4 separate regions of the Mus musculus genome follow, and regions 2, 3 and 4 are each linked to region 1. A link is a contact called in public promoter capture Hi-C data. All regions are on one chromosome and are shown on one strand. The core of a region is the stretch at or near the end of the contact, and the rest is flanking DNA. Distances in the headings are between cores, read along the strand shown. Region 1 holds the start of Enpp3 (ectonucleotide pyrophosphatase/phosphodiesterase 3). Region 2 holds the start of Rps12 (ribosomal protein S12). Region 3 holds the start of Tmem200a (transmembrane protein 200A). Region 4 holds the start of Arhgap18 (Rho GTPase activating protein 18).

Evidence for each region. Promoter capture Hi-C pulls out the DNA fragments that hold promoters and counts their contacts.
Region 2: a promoter capture Hi-C map of pre-B cells shows a contact between it and region 1, with 6 times the contacts expected there. The contact joins the promoter of Rps12 here to the promoter of Enpp3 in region 1. A contact is called at or near these places in 2 of 39 promoter capture datasets (liver and pre-B cells) and 1 of 115 datasets of contacts at active chromatin or transcription factors (embryonic stem cells).
Region 3: a contact with region 1 is called in a promoter capture Hi-C map of hippocampal neurons, with 6 times the contacts expected there. The contact joins the promoter of Tmem200a here to the promoter of Enpp3 in region 1. A contact is called at or near these places in 3 of 39 promoter capture datasets (the C10 cell line, hippocampal neurons and maxillary cranial neural crest).
Region 4: a promoter capture Hi-C map of pre-B cells shows a contact between it and region 1, with 8 times the contacts expected there. The contact joins the promoter of Arhgap18 here to the promoter of Enpp3 in region 1. A contact is called at or near these places in 3 of 39 promoter capture datasets (hippocampal neurons, liver and pre-B cells).

Annotation. Positions count from the first base shown.
Region 1 is chr10:24,834,891-24,837,590 of GRCm38.p6, reverse strand. It overlaps Enpp3 (ectonucleotide pyrophosphatase/phosphodiesterase 3), which reads left to right and starts at 1,396. Exons shown (of 25, transcript NM_134005.2): 1 at 1,396-1,575. The coding sequence starts at 1,498.
Region 2 is chr10:23,785,793-23,788,492 of GRCm38.p6, reverse strand. Rps12 (ribosomal protein S12) reads left to right here and starts at 1,284. Exons shown (of 6, transcript NM_011295.6): 1 at 1,284-1,337; 2 at 1,449-1,499; 3 at 1,613-1,729; 4 at 2,489-2,591. The coding sequence starts at 1,486. It overlaps LOC115487513 (a small nucleolar RNA gene), which reads left to right and starts at 1,950; the gene lies at 1,950-2,023. It overlaps Snord100 (small nucleolar RNA, C/D box 100), which reads left to right and starts at 2,672; the gene lies at 2,672-2,700.
Region 3 is chr10:26,077,539-26,080,238 of GRCm38.p6, reverse strand. It overlaps Tmem200a (transmembrane protein 200A), which reads left to right and starts at 1,276. Exons shown (of 3, transcript NM_001358814.1): 1 at 1,276-1,403; 2 at 1,920-2,101. It overlaps Gm9767 (predicted gene 9767), which reads right to left and starts at 1,984. Exons shown (of 1, transcript NR_028030.2): 1 at 792-1,984.
Region 4 is chr10:26,771,143-26,773,842 of GRCm38.p6, reverse strand. It overlaps Arhgap18 (Rho GTPase activating protein 18), which reads right to left and starts at 1,331. Exons shown (of 15, transcript NM_176837.2): 1 at 1,147-1,331. The coding sequence starts at 1,259.

The sequences.
Region 1 (2,700 bases), core at 147-2,646:
TGAAGAGACACTATGACCAAGGCAACTTTTATCAGAGAAAACATGTAAGTGTGGACTTAGGTATATTTTTGAAGGTTAGTCTATTATCATCTTGCCTGGGAGCACAGTACTGGAGAAGACAGTACTGGACAGTACTGGAGAAGTAGCTTTGGAGAGTTTTGCATCCTGATCCATAGGTAGGAATATATCTATCCATCCCTCTATCTATCTATCTATCTATCTATCTATCTATCTATCTATCTATCTATCTATCTACCTACCTATCTATCTATTTATTTCTCCATCTATCTACTGAGACTGAGAGAGAGGGGGGTGGGGGAAGAGGGGGAGGAGACAGTGGACTTTTGAAACTTCAAATCCCACCCTCAAGGGACACACTTTTTCCAACAAGACTACACCTCTTAATCCATCTGATTCCTAGAAATAGCGCCACTCTCTGGTGACTAAGCACTCAAATATATAAGCTTATGGGAGCCCTTCCTATCAAACCACCACACATACTATTTTGTCGTTTGCTTTAAAATAATTCTTAAACTGTAGACATTCTAAAATGTAAGATACACTCCTCTCATAATTAAAAAAATCTTTATAGTAGTTTCAGAATTTCTATTATAATCAAACACATTTTATTTTGTTTTAATTACTTAATGTATATTGTGTGTGTGTGTGTATGTTGGGGGCGGGGTGTGTGTGTGTGTATGAGTGCAGGGGGCCTTGGAGGACAGAGGAGGAAATCGGGTCCCCGGAGCTGGAACTGCTGAGCAGCCTGACAGAGGTGCTGAGATCTGAACTTTCTCTGCAGAAGCAAGCAAGAGCTCATGACTGCTGAGCTGTCTCTCCAGTCCTCCAGTCCTTTAATAAATGTACTAGCTTGCAACTGCAGCATGACATCTATATGGATGTACAAACTCCCTGTACAGGGCTTCTTGTCAGCCTTTGGAAGATTGAGATAGGAGGGCTTGGAAAACCACTCTGACTAACATGGTATATGATACTGCCAAACACACAAACAGAAACAAAACCCAGAAAGCAACCGAGCTGGGGTGGAGCTCAGCTGGTATGAAGCCATGGATTCAGTTCCCAGCAATTTGTAAATTGGGGGACACATGATGTAATCCTGGTGCTTAGGAGATAAGAAGTGACACAAGTTCTTTCCACAGACAAAAACAAAACAAATGAGTAGCTTTTTATAAGTGTGATTAATATTCTATTCTTGCTATCTACATATCCCGATTAGTATGCATTATTACTTCTAAAGCTGTAAAGAACTGCTGTCCACAATGTCCGAGAGAGAAATGGACTTTATTCTGTGGGCAACGCTGTTTGTTAACAAGGCTTTTCCCTCTTCAATTGACCAATCGCTACAGAGCTCTGCTTTTCTCCCGGATTTAAAAGTCAGTCACAGCTGGGGCAGGCAGGACAGTTCCTTTTTCCCTCCCCAGAGGGAAGAAAGAGCCTTATTTTCTGGCTAGACAGGTTTACACAGCTACGGGAACAATGGATTCCAGGCTAGCATTAGCCACAGAGGAGCCCATTAAGAAAGACAGTCTCAAGAAATACAAGATCCTTTGTGTGGTAAGCAAAACTGTTCATTTTAGTCTTACAAGCTTGGTGGCAGATTGAAGTGCCTGCCTTCCCACTTAGGCTTGCTTGTGTCGCTATTAAGTCAGAATGTGAAGTAATTGTGTCCAGCATTAGGTTTGTTTGTGTTGCAATTTAGGTTAGAATGCTAAGTTATTGTGTCCAGCATTTCTGACAGAAATCTGAGACCGTGCTGGACTGATTTTGTTTTCCACGTGTTTATAATTAGAGCGCAAGCAATTTTTGACTGGTACGAATACTGTACGAGCAAGAATTTAGCAACTGAAATCACTTGACACATACGTCTTAAGGATCTGTTGATCTTTATCAACATTTCATTCTGTTTATTTACCATGTGGAGATTACTTCTTTTGCTTCCTTCCTCACTTTGCTCTGTTCCCCCCCCCCATATGAATTAAGTGCTCCTTTAGAGACTAATCCACCCCCCTCCCCTGTTTCCTATCTGAATGTCCCTAACAATACATGAATGTTGTTGAGGGTTTTATCTTTTTCTTTCTTTTTTAAAACGTTCTCTCCCCCTGCTTCCTGGATAATCTTGAAACGCTCGTTTCCAAGACATACTTGCTTTTTGACGGACTTATCTTTATCTTCATTGAATGTTACTCAAGACCTCACTCTACATCCTTCTTACCCAGTGATCTTTTCTTTAGGCAATCTGTGTGTTCCCCTGAGATGTTAAATGATACCTTCCCCCAACCCAAGCCACCATCATCTCCGACTTCTTTTTGGATGTCTCCTGCCTGACTACTCACCCAGCACCTCCAGCCAAAACCAAATGCAGTATTTTTTTTCACATCTGGCTGGCTGCAGCTGCTCTCAGATTCCTCGGGCTAACATATGTCAGCTCTCCTTTCTGTTTCCCAAGAAAGGTCAAGCAGTTTGTAGCTATGACCCGTGAGGACAACAAATCCTCAGTAGCTCCTCAGAGTTTATCTTTCCAGGACTTACACAGCCCTCCTTGCGGCTTTCTTGCCCTTACCTTTGTCTTAGTTTGTCACTCAAGGAATCAAACCCCTTGGGAGCTAAATCTGGGTCCTAAATGTATTTTTAGATTGTTCTTTTCTTTTTCTTCCTGAGGCACCTGTGGGCAGGCACACA
Region 2 (2,700 bases), core at 35-2,534, 1.0 Mb after region 1:
TACTTAAACTCTACTTAACCACATTCTTTTCCGACTGTGTAATGTTTCAAAATCACTTCCAAAACAGCCAAAAGGCACGTGTGCCTTCCTGCTCTCTCTTCCTGTCTGAATATTCTTCCTGCACTTACCTGGCTGGAACTCTAGTTAAAACCTCTTTTAAATGCTGCCATAAACTCCAAATCCCCTGCGTTCCCACATCATCTCCACTCCCCAGCACCGTGGCATTCTGGTATGTTACTCTTTGGCTAAAATACTAGCTTTATCTTTTAAAATGCAGACTTTTAAGTGTCCGCCGTCTCTCATCTTTAAAACAGCACCATAGACACTGGCAGAAATACGCCCACAGAAACTAACCACCTATTAAATACTTTTTTGAATTGCAGGGGTAAGGAAGCAAGCATGAGGCTTTAGGGGTGAAACCCAAACGTTTATTGGAAAAGCTAAAACTTCCATCAACTTTCTTATATCCTCATGAAATTCATGAGCCCGACAATGATCACTGTATCCACCAGGTTGGCCATCAGAAGCTCTGGTTGGCTTCGGGGATATCTTCTGAGAGAGATGTCTTGTGTATTTGCTTTGGAAGTAGAAGAGCGAGTGATTCCTTCGAAATTAAAATGCATTTGTCGGCGTAGGCGGGAACTGGCTTTAAGATTCTGGAGTTCCACTCCTGGTAGCCGAATCCTCGGTGGAATTTAGTGACAGATCCACAGTGAGAGTTTAACATGTACCTCAGGGATCCAGTGTCTGCGAAGCTGCGACTCGGGAAAAAAACTAGGGTCATTACCTAAATGTTCATTCAGAACCGGTTGCATTCAGACCGGGATCTGACCTGGCCGCAAGGTCTGCTTAAACACGTTGCAAAGCAGTGGGGTTTGTGATCATACACAAATCACAGCCACTCAGAGAGGCTAAAAACCAAAGGACCAAAATGTGGACACACTCAGCCTAATCGGCCAGTATTGGCAACAGGAAACTTCACGATAAGACGTGGAAAAACTGCTTAAAACAAAGTAATTCAGCAGCGAAGAAAACGGCAGTAGTTTGGCTCCTCTCGTGTTCCGTAGGAGCGGATCGTGGGACCTCTGTGGTCCACGCCCCCTGGGCAAAGGCTGCCCGCTGCGATGCCTGCTAGAAATCCAGCCGCGTTCTTACCACGGACGCTCCTAAAGGCGGAAGTGGAAACTCCTAAGGCACGGCACCACCGGAGCCACCTCTTTAGTGGGAGGAGTTGCACATGCGCACAGAAGTCGAGCGGAGCGCTTAAATACCGTCATGCGGCCACCGCCGGCCTTTTCCCCTGCCGCCGCCGACTTGCGCGGAGGCGGAAGCTCGGGGTGAGTGTGATCCCAGCTCGTGCGCCGGCGATAGCGTGTCTACTGCGCCTTGGCTTCAAAAGTGAAGTACTTGGGTCTTAACGGGCGATTTACTGATGTTTTGTCTTTCAGTGCGTTCAAGATTCGGCGTCACCCGTGATTCACCGCCATGGCCGAGGAAGGGTGAGCGAGTGGGGCGTGGGCCTCCCGCGGGCGGCGCTGGTCTGGGCTTTTCTCCATGCTAGTTCCCCATCCCTAGCCTGCCGAGGGTCCTAACGTCTCTGTCTGCATTCCAGCATAGCTGCTGGAGGTGTAATGGACGTCAACACTGCTCTACAAGAGGTGCTGAAGACCGCCCTCATCCACGATGGCCTAGCACGTGGCATACGCGAAGCTGCCAAAGCCTTAGACAAGTACGTGTCTCAGTCTCAATACTGTGGGGTGTTGCAGCCGGAACAAAGACTGCAGCAGCCAAGGGAAGAGAGCGTGAAGTTCATGCTGTTAGCACAAAAGTTCTGAATGTCATCCGGCCAGCAGGAAACCTAGGAAAAGGTATCAACTCTAGCCCACTTAGGATGTGTGGGTTGCTGTGTGGATCGGGGATGACGAGCAGTAGTTTTGTAAAGCTACAGTGTTTGCATGATGACTTGAATTGTCGGATACCCCTTCACCCCGTTCATGGGTGAGAAACAGCTAGTCTGACAAACCTGTAGCTCGTGGGGATAGATAGTCCGGTAGTTTTGCTAGAAGATGGAAAAGGGGGGGGCATCATTATTTAGTTTGCAAATACTTAAACGACAATATTGTGGTGTCGGGGAAATCTAGCTATATCCGGGAGACTTGAGAACATGCATGGTTTATTAGGCTTATGCACGTGTATTCTACTGTTTGAGGTAAAGTCAGGTGATTTTGGATGCTGTTGTGAATATTTACAGTGCTTCCTGCACAGGACTGCTTTGGATCAGCTTTCAAGTTGGAAATACCCTGAAAGTGGTCATAGTTTCCTTTGGCCATAAATAGGTTTCCTATTATAATGTGTGGTATTGGTATCTAAGTTTGTACAGGGAAAGTGAATGGCTAGTCTGCAGTTTGGTACAGTAAATCCTGTGTGGTCAGGTTTACTAGCACAGTGAAGACCCTTGAAGGTTTCACCTTTGAGTTTTGCATTTTAGGCGCCAAGCCCATCTGTGTGTGCTCGCATCCAACTGTGATGAGCCCATGTATGTCAAGCTGGTGGAGGCACTTTGTGCTGAGCACCAAATCAACCTGATAAAGGTAAGCCTTAGTGATAATGGTGTTGAGCCACAGGCACCAGCACTAACTTGCATGGTAGTTTTGATGATTTTCACGTGGGCTGTACATGATGAAAACAGTCTCCCTCTTC
Region 3 (2,700 bases), core at 27-2,526, 1.2 Mb before region 1:
GATCTTTTCCCGAAGTCTTTCCTCATCAGCCTCTCTTTGAAGACTGCCTGGACATGTGATGCCTGTGATGTCTGGATTGCCATTTTAAATGTTTCCCTGTACATTGTAGACACTGTGCTACATTAAAAGAGCAGGATGGGAGGAACCTATTACCCACCCCTTTACAAGTCAGGAAGGCTTGCTAGGAAGTGTGTTCTCTTGGGAGCTTTGAGGAGAAAGGAAGAGTCAGGGCATTCTTGTACAACGAGTAGAACCTTACTAGGCTCACACGATTAATAAGGTTCCTTGACAAATGTGCTAGAAAACCTCAGAGAACTGATCAAATGGCTTTGGGCCAAGAGAACTAGCCACATGAAGGTGGAAGGAAAAGAAAACCACAGATGGCTTACAAGGTGACTCATTTCTCCTACCCCATCCCATCTACTTTCTTTCTTTTTTTCTTTTTTTTTTTTTTTTAAGCATTTGGTCCTGAAATTTCAGAAAAAGTATTTAACCTCCATACTGAAGCAAGATTTTTTTTTTAAAACCACTATTGCCCGTTTTTACAGTCTTTCTCCATTGCCAGTGTCATCTTAATGACCTGTCTGGCCTCTACGGGTTGCCTTATTTTCTTGAGTCTAGATTTTTTCCCCACAGAATCCAGTAGCTGACACATTGAAATAGATACACACCAGAGCAGAATATTTGCCTCTTGCCTATGAGTTAAAAAAAAAATCCAAGAAACTCATGGATTTACAAAACCATAGCTCAGCTACGGTTGCTGTACACTGCACACTCCAACGCAGTAATTTGAATACGAAACTTTATTTACTGACTTGATCTTCAGCCAGAGTGGGCGCTTTGGTCCCTTGCAGAATTGCACGTGACTATTATTTCAATTATTTCATTCTATGGACAGGACATGTTTTTTTTTTTCTCACTGATAATTTTTGGTAACTTGAAGCCTTCATTGGATTTGATATCTGGAGCTTAGCCTCAGACTCATCATCTTAGGATACAATTAGCCCCTGCCCCTCACAACCCCATGCCCAGAACCCTTCCCAACCAGTCTGCTCTACTGGAACTAACTTCCCAGCAGCTTAAACCCTCTGAGGGCTAGGAGTGCAGTATCTCTTGGGGGTCCAGGTCTGACTTTGTTAGCACAGCACTCGTGCAGCCGCCAGGGGGACCCCGACCCTCCCAGGCTGCATCTGATAAGAAAGCATCCGAGGGGCGTGGAACCGAGGGGCCTATGGATCCTTCTTCCAGAAAATACAGAGTCCGCCGGGGATCCCCAGTTCTTATTGAGACAGGAGGGGCAGGTATCTCCCGTTCTGGAACTCGCGTCCGACGGTGATGAGAAGCGAGTGGGTGTGTCCGCTTCCGCCCGCTGGCCTTCAGATGAAGCAGATCGCCTGGAAGCGGTACTTTGTTCCCCAAATGGGTTTTGTATGGGCGCCATCCCGGCGCTAGAAGTACAACTTTGCAGCCAGGGCGCCGGGTAGCTGGGTTGGGGTCCGGGGGGAAGGGTGGGTCCTGCACGCAGCTCTTGCACAGCTTGGCGACTGGGCCGGCGGAGTTCCCACGGGTCGTGGGCGGCGGTGCGATTAGCACCGTCTGGGTCCCCGGCTGCTGGCGACGCTCCGGGAAGCCCGTCCCGCCCTCGCCCCCGATCCTCCTCTTGGCGGCTTCGGGGGCTAGAATTCATCAGGAACCAAGCCCAAAACTTTCCCTCGAGCCCCGCATTCCTTTTGTCTTTCTTGGCGGCGGCGGAGACGCCTTAGCTGCGATCTTTTGCCCTGGCCTCGGTCACCGGTACCCTAGAAGGATAGGGGCTGCGCTCGTCCGATGGCGGCGGCCGCGTCCCCCAGATGCGCGAGTCAGGGCGCCCGCACCCCGGCCTGACTCATCTTCCTTTGGTGACCGCACCGCGTCCTCAGCCGGAGCCCCACGGGGATGGGGAGTGAGACCGTGGCTGCCCGCAGCTGCCCAGATTCCTCCTGACGCCCCCGACCCCGCCGCCTCCCTCGCTGGTCCCCGGAGGCGCACGCTGTCGCGACAGCTGTGAGAGCGAAGAGCCCGGAGAGGCCACCGGAGCCCCGAGACCAGGCGCTCAGGACAGGTGAGTGGACCACCAGGGTGCTGCGGGGCGTGCAGAGGTGGGTGGGCGAGCCCTGCAGCTGTACCCCGGGTTTCTGAAACCCCTTCTCCTCCCCTCCGCTTTAGCCCGCAGAGTTAGGGGAAACAATGACTCCCAAAGTTTGGGGGAATGAACCAAGTCCTCCATCAGTTCCAGACTTCTTGGTCTCCAGAGTACAGGAGAGGTGGTGCGGGGCAGCCTGTGAGCAGCCGGCTTCTGAGAGCGCCTGGCTTCGCGTCTTGGAGCTACACCCTCCTTTGTCTAAGGTTCCAGAGTCAGCAATCTTTGTGAGGGTCTACGGCGTTAATTTATGGTAGACAAAAGTGTGAACAGGGTTCCCTAGATCAGTATTTCAGTGTGATCCTACCTGCATAAGCAAAACGAAGAGGGGTAATTGTCTATAGGCTTCAGCACGACTCTCCTCCCCACAGACTGCCTAAGAAAGGACTCGTAAGATTTGCTTCACTAATTGTTTTGCAATAATTGCGTGTTCACGCCAACACTATGCATTATGAAGGCTTGGGCATTCTATGTTTGCTGCTTTTGTTATTTTGGAATGTGTGTGTGTGTGTGTGTGTGTG
Region 4 (2,700 bases), core at 82-2,581, 1.9 Mb before region 1:
TGCATGGAAACGCTTGATAAATCTCAAAGGAAACAAAATGGTTACATGTGTAGCCCCAAAGCAACCACTCCCTTTGAACTTTGGAAATGAGTTTATCCAATGGCCTCCATACAGAGGGCAACAAGTAAGAAGCAAAGTTCCCCAGGCAAGGTCTAACCTTTCCTTTGATTTTTCACACGCCCCACGCGGTTAAGGATTTGGGAAACCAATGAAAGAAGGCATTCTTTTCTTTGGAAGGCACAGGCGTGAAGTACCCAGGAACAATAAAGTGTTCATTATCACCTTTAATATCAAGATGGAATTGGACTTACTGATAACTTTTTTTTTTCAATCTTCCAGGCCAATGTTTGCAATTTCTATCTAAGACTGGAGATTACTGGTTTCAGCTAGGGAGAAGGTCATTAAGGCGAGAAAGGAAGAGGCAGGGGAAAAACCAACCTTGAAAAACAGAACAAAGTACACAGAGAGGCAGAGAGGACTCTGCGACTCAATGGTCTATAGAACGTTTGCCCTATCTGCCTATAAAGTGATTTTACATTAACCACGCTCCTTCTACCAACAGAGTACTTACTGCCTGCTGACAAAAACTCCCCTTTGAAATCCCAAGAGTGCAGGGAGGGGTGTGTTTGGCTGTGCGAGTAATCTACACACACTGAAGAATGCGAACAGCACAGCCACAGGCCACTGACTTGGGCATTTTGCCCAAGCGGTCTGCTTTCAGAGAGAGGAGGAGGGTGCCACTCTCAAAACAGCAAGAAGAGTGACCAGCCTCCCTGCTATTTGGCAGACTTTCCCAGCTAACAGTTCCAGCGGCGTTTTGAGCCCATTCAAGAATTCCATCTCCCAGAGAGTGTTTCCGATACAGTCATTTGATCAGTCAGTATTTGCACATGCACCTGCTAAGCAACTGGTCGGAGCGCCACAGAGTCACCTCCCACACACCCCCGCCCCCGACTCCCCCCATCCTCCACTGGTAACCAGAAGGGCTCTTGCACTCGAGTAAATGAGATGCAAAGAACTAGCCAACCGCCTATGTTGCAGCGTCAGGTCAGGCTTCAAGTACAGAGGTGATTCTCTCCGCTCTTGACAACTTCCCTGTCACTTTGTTCCTTGGGCAGGTAGAGGGTTTTTGTTTTTCCTCCTTACCTGGAGGTGGCTTCGTCGCCTCCCTTTACATGGCTGTCCCCAGCGACCTGGTCCTTGCCGCTGGGGTGGTAAGCAGTTAGCACAACTCCCGAGGAACTCGATAGCCAGTTCATGGTGAGAGAAGGGGCATAATTTCTGGGATTCTGACACAGAGGGGAATGAAGTTCCTGTCTCGCCTGACCAACTTGCTCATTAGCAAGGGCCAGCCCCTCCCCTGTCCGGGCCAGCGATTCACAGGGAGAGAGGCGTGGCCTCTCCCGCAGAGCTTCCTGGCCCTGCAGTTACAGGCTGTGTGTGACTCACAGCTTTGTTTAAACCCGGCAATCCCAGGCTGCAGCAGCCGCCGCTGCAGCAGCAGCAGTTGTTAAGGGGGCCTGAGGAAACCGTGGTTAGGACAGAGTCTTTTCCCTTCCCCATGTGTTACTACTACCTGATTATTTCTGCTGCTTCGCATCACTCAAGGAAGGCATTCCTTAACCCCTTCAGGCATTCGACATTCACCACAGCCAAACCAAGAAGCCCAATCAAAGGTCACAATGCCATCTGGCCCACCAGAAAGGCTTTGCTTTCCGCTACAAAATATACTGTGTTATTGTGTGCCCTGCAATATCAAGCACACCTTTTTTTTTTTTTTTTTTTTTTTTTTTTTTTTTTTTTTTTTTTAATCAAACACTATTTGGGAAAAATAAACTTTAAACTGTCTACCTAATGCCTGTTAAAAGTTAACAGTCAGCTGGGCTTGGTAGCGCAGGCCTTTAATCCCAGCAGAGGCAGGCAGATTTTTGAGTTCGAGGCCAGCCTGGTCTACAGAGTTTTAGGACAGCCAGGGCTATACAGAGAAACCCTGTCTCGAAAAACCAAAAAAAAAAAAAAAAAGTTAATAGTCAAAATAAGAAGTTCCAACATTTGCTGAGAACCTATTACTTTCCAGTGGTGGGGTTGGGGGTATGCCCAAGAATACTCCAGCTTGTGCCAGACACAGATACACACACACACACACACACACACACACACACACACACACACAGAGAGAGAGAGAGAGAGAGAGAGAGAGAGAGAGAGAGAGAGAGAATATTATTAGAAAGAGTATAGCCAGTGGACAGGTGAAATATCTTGACCAAAATAAGATAGTAAGTGCCAGGAGATGCCCACCTAGATACCGCCTTGTTTAGTCAACTGAAAAAAGCAAGTTCAAACATCAGTTTTAAAAAATCATTTTCTGGGTTTCCTAGTCCTAAAAATTAAAAACAAAAATTCTTGCTCTTTGATATATGTGACAATCTCAATTGAAACATTTTGCTTGATATATATTTTATTATTTTACACACACACACACACAGAGACACACACACAACACACATTTAGATGAAATAGCCCTGGCTGGCCTGGAACTTTCTGTGTAGACCAGGCTGGTCTCAAACCATAGATTTTCCTATTTCTGTCCCCAAGTGCTATTCTTAGAACCATACCTTGCTGCTGCTGCTGCTGCTGCTGCTGCTGCTGTTGTTGTTGGGCTGGTTACTGATTTGCATGTTTGTGTGTCCCTCCAAGTGT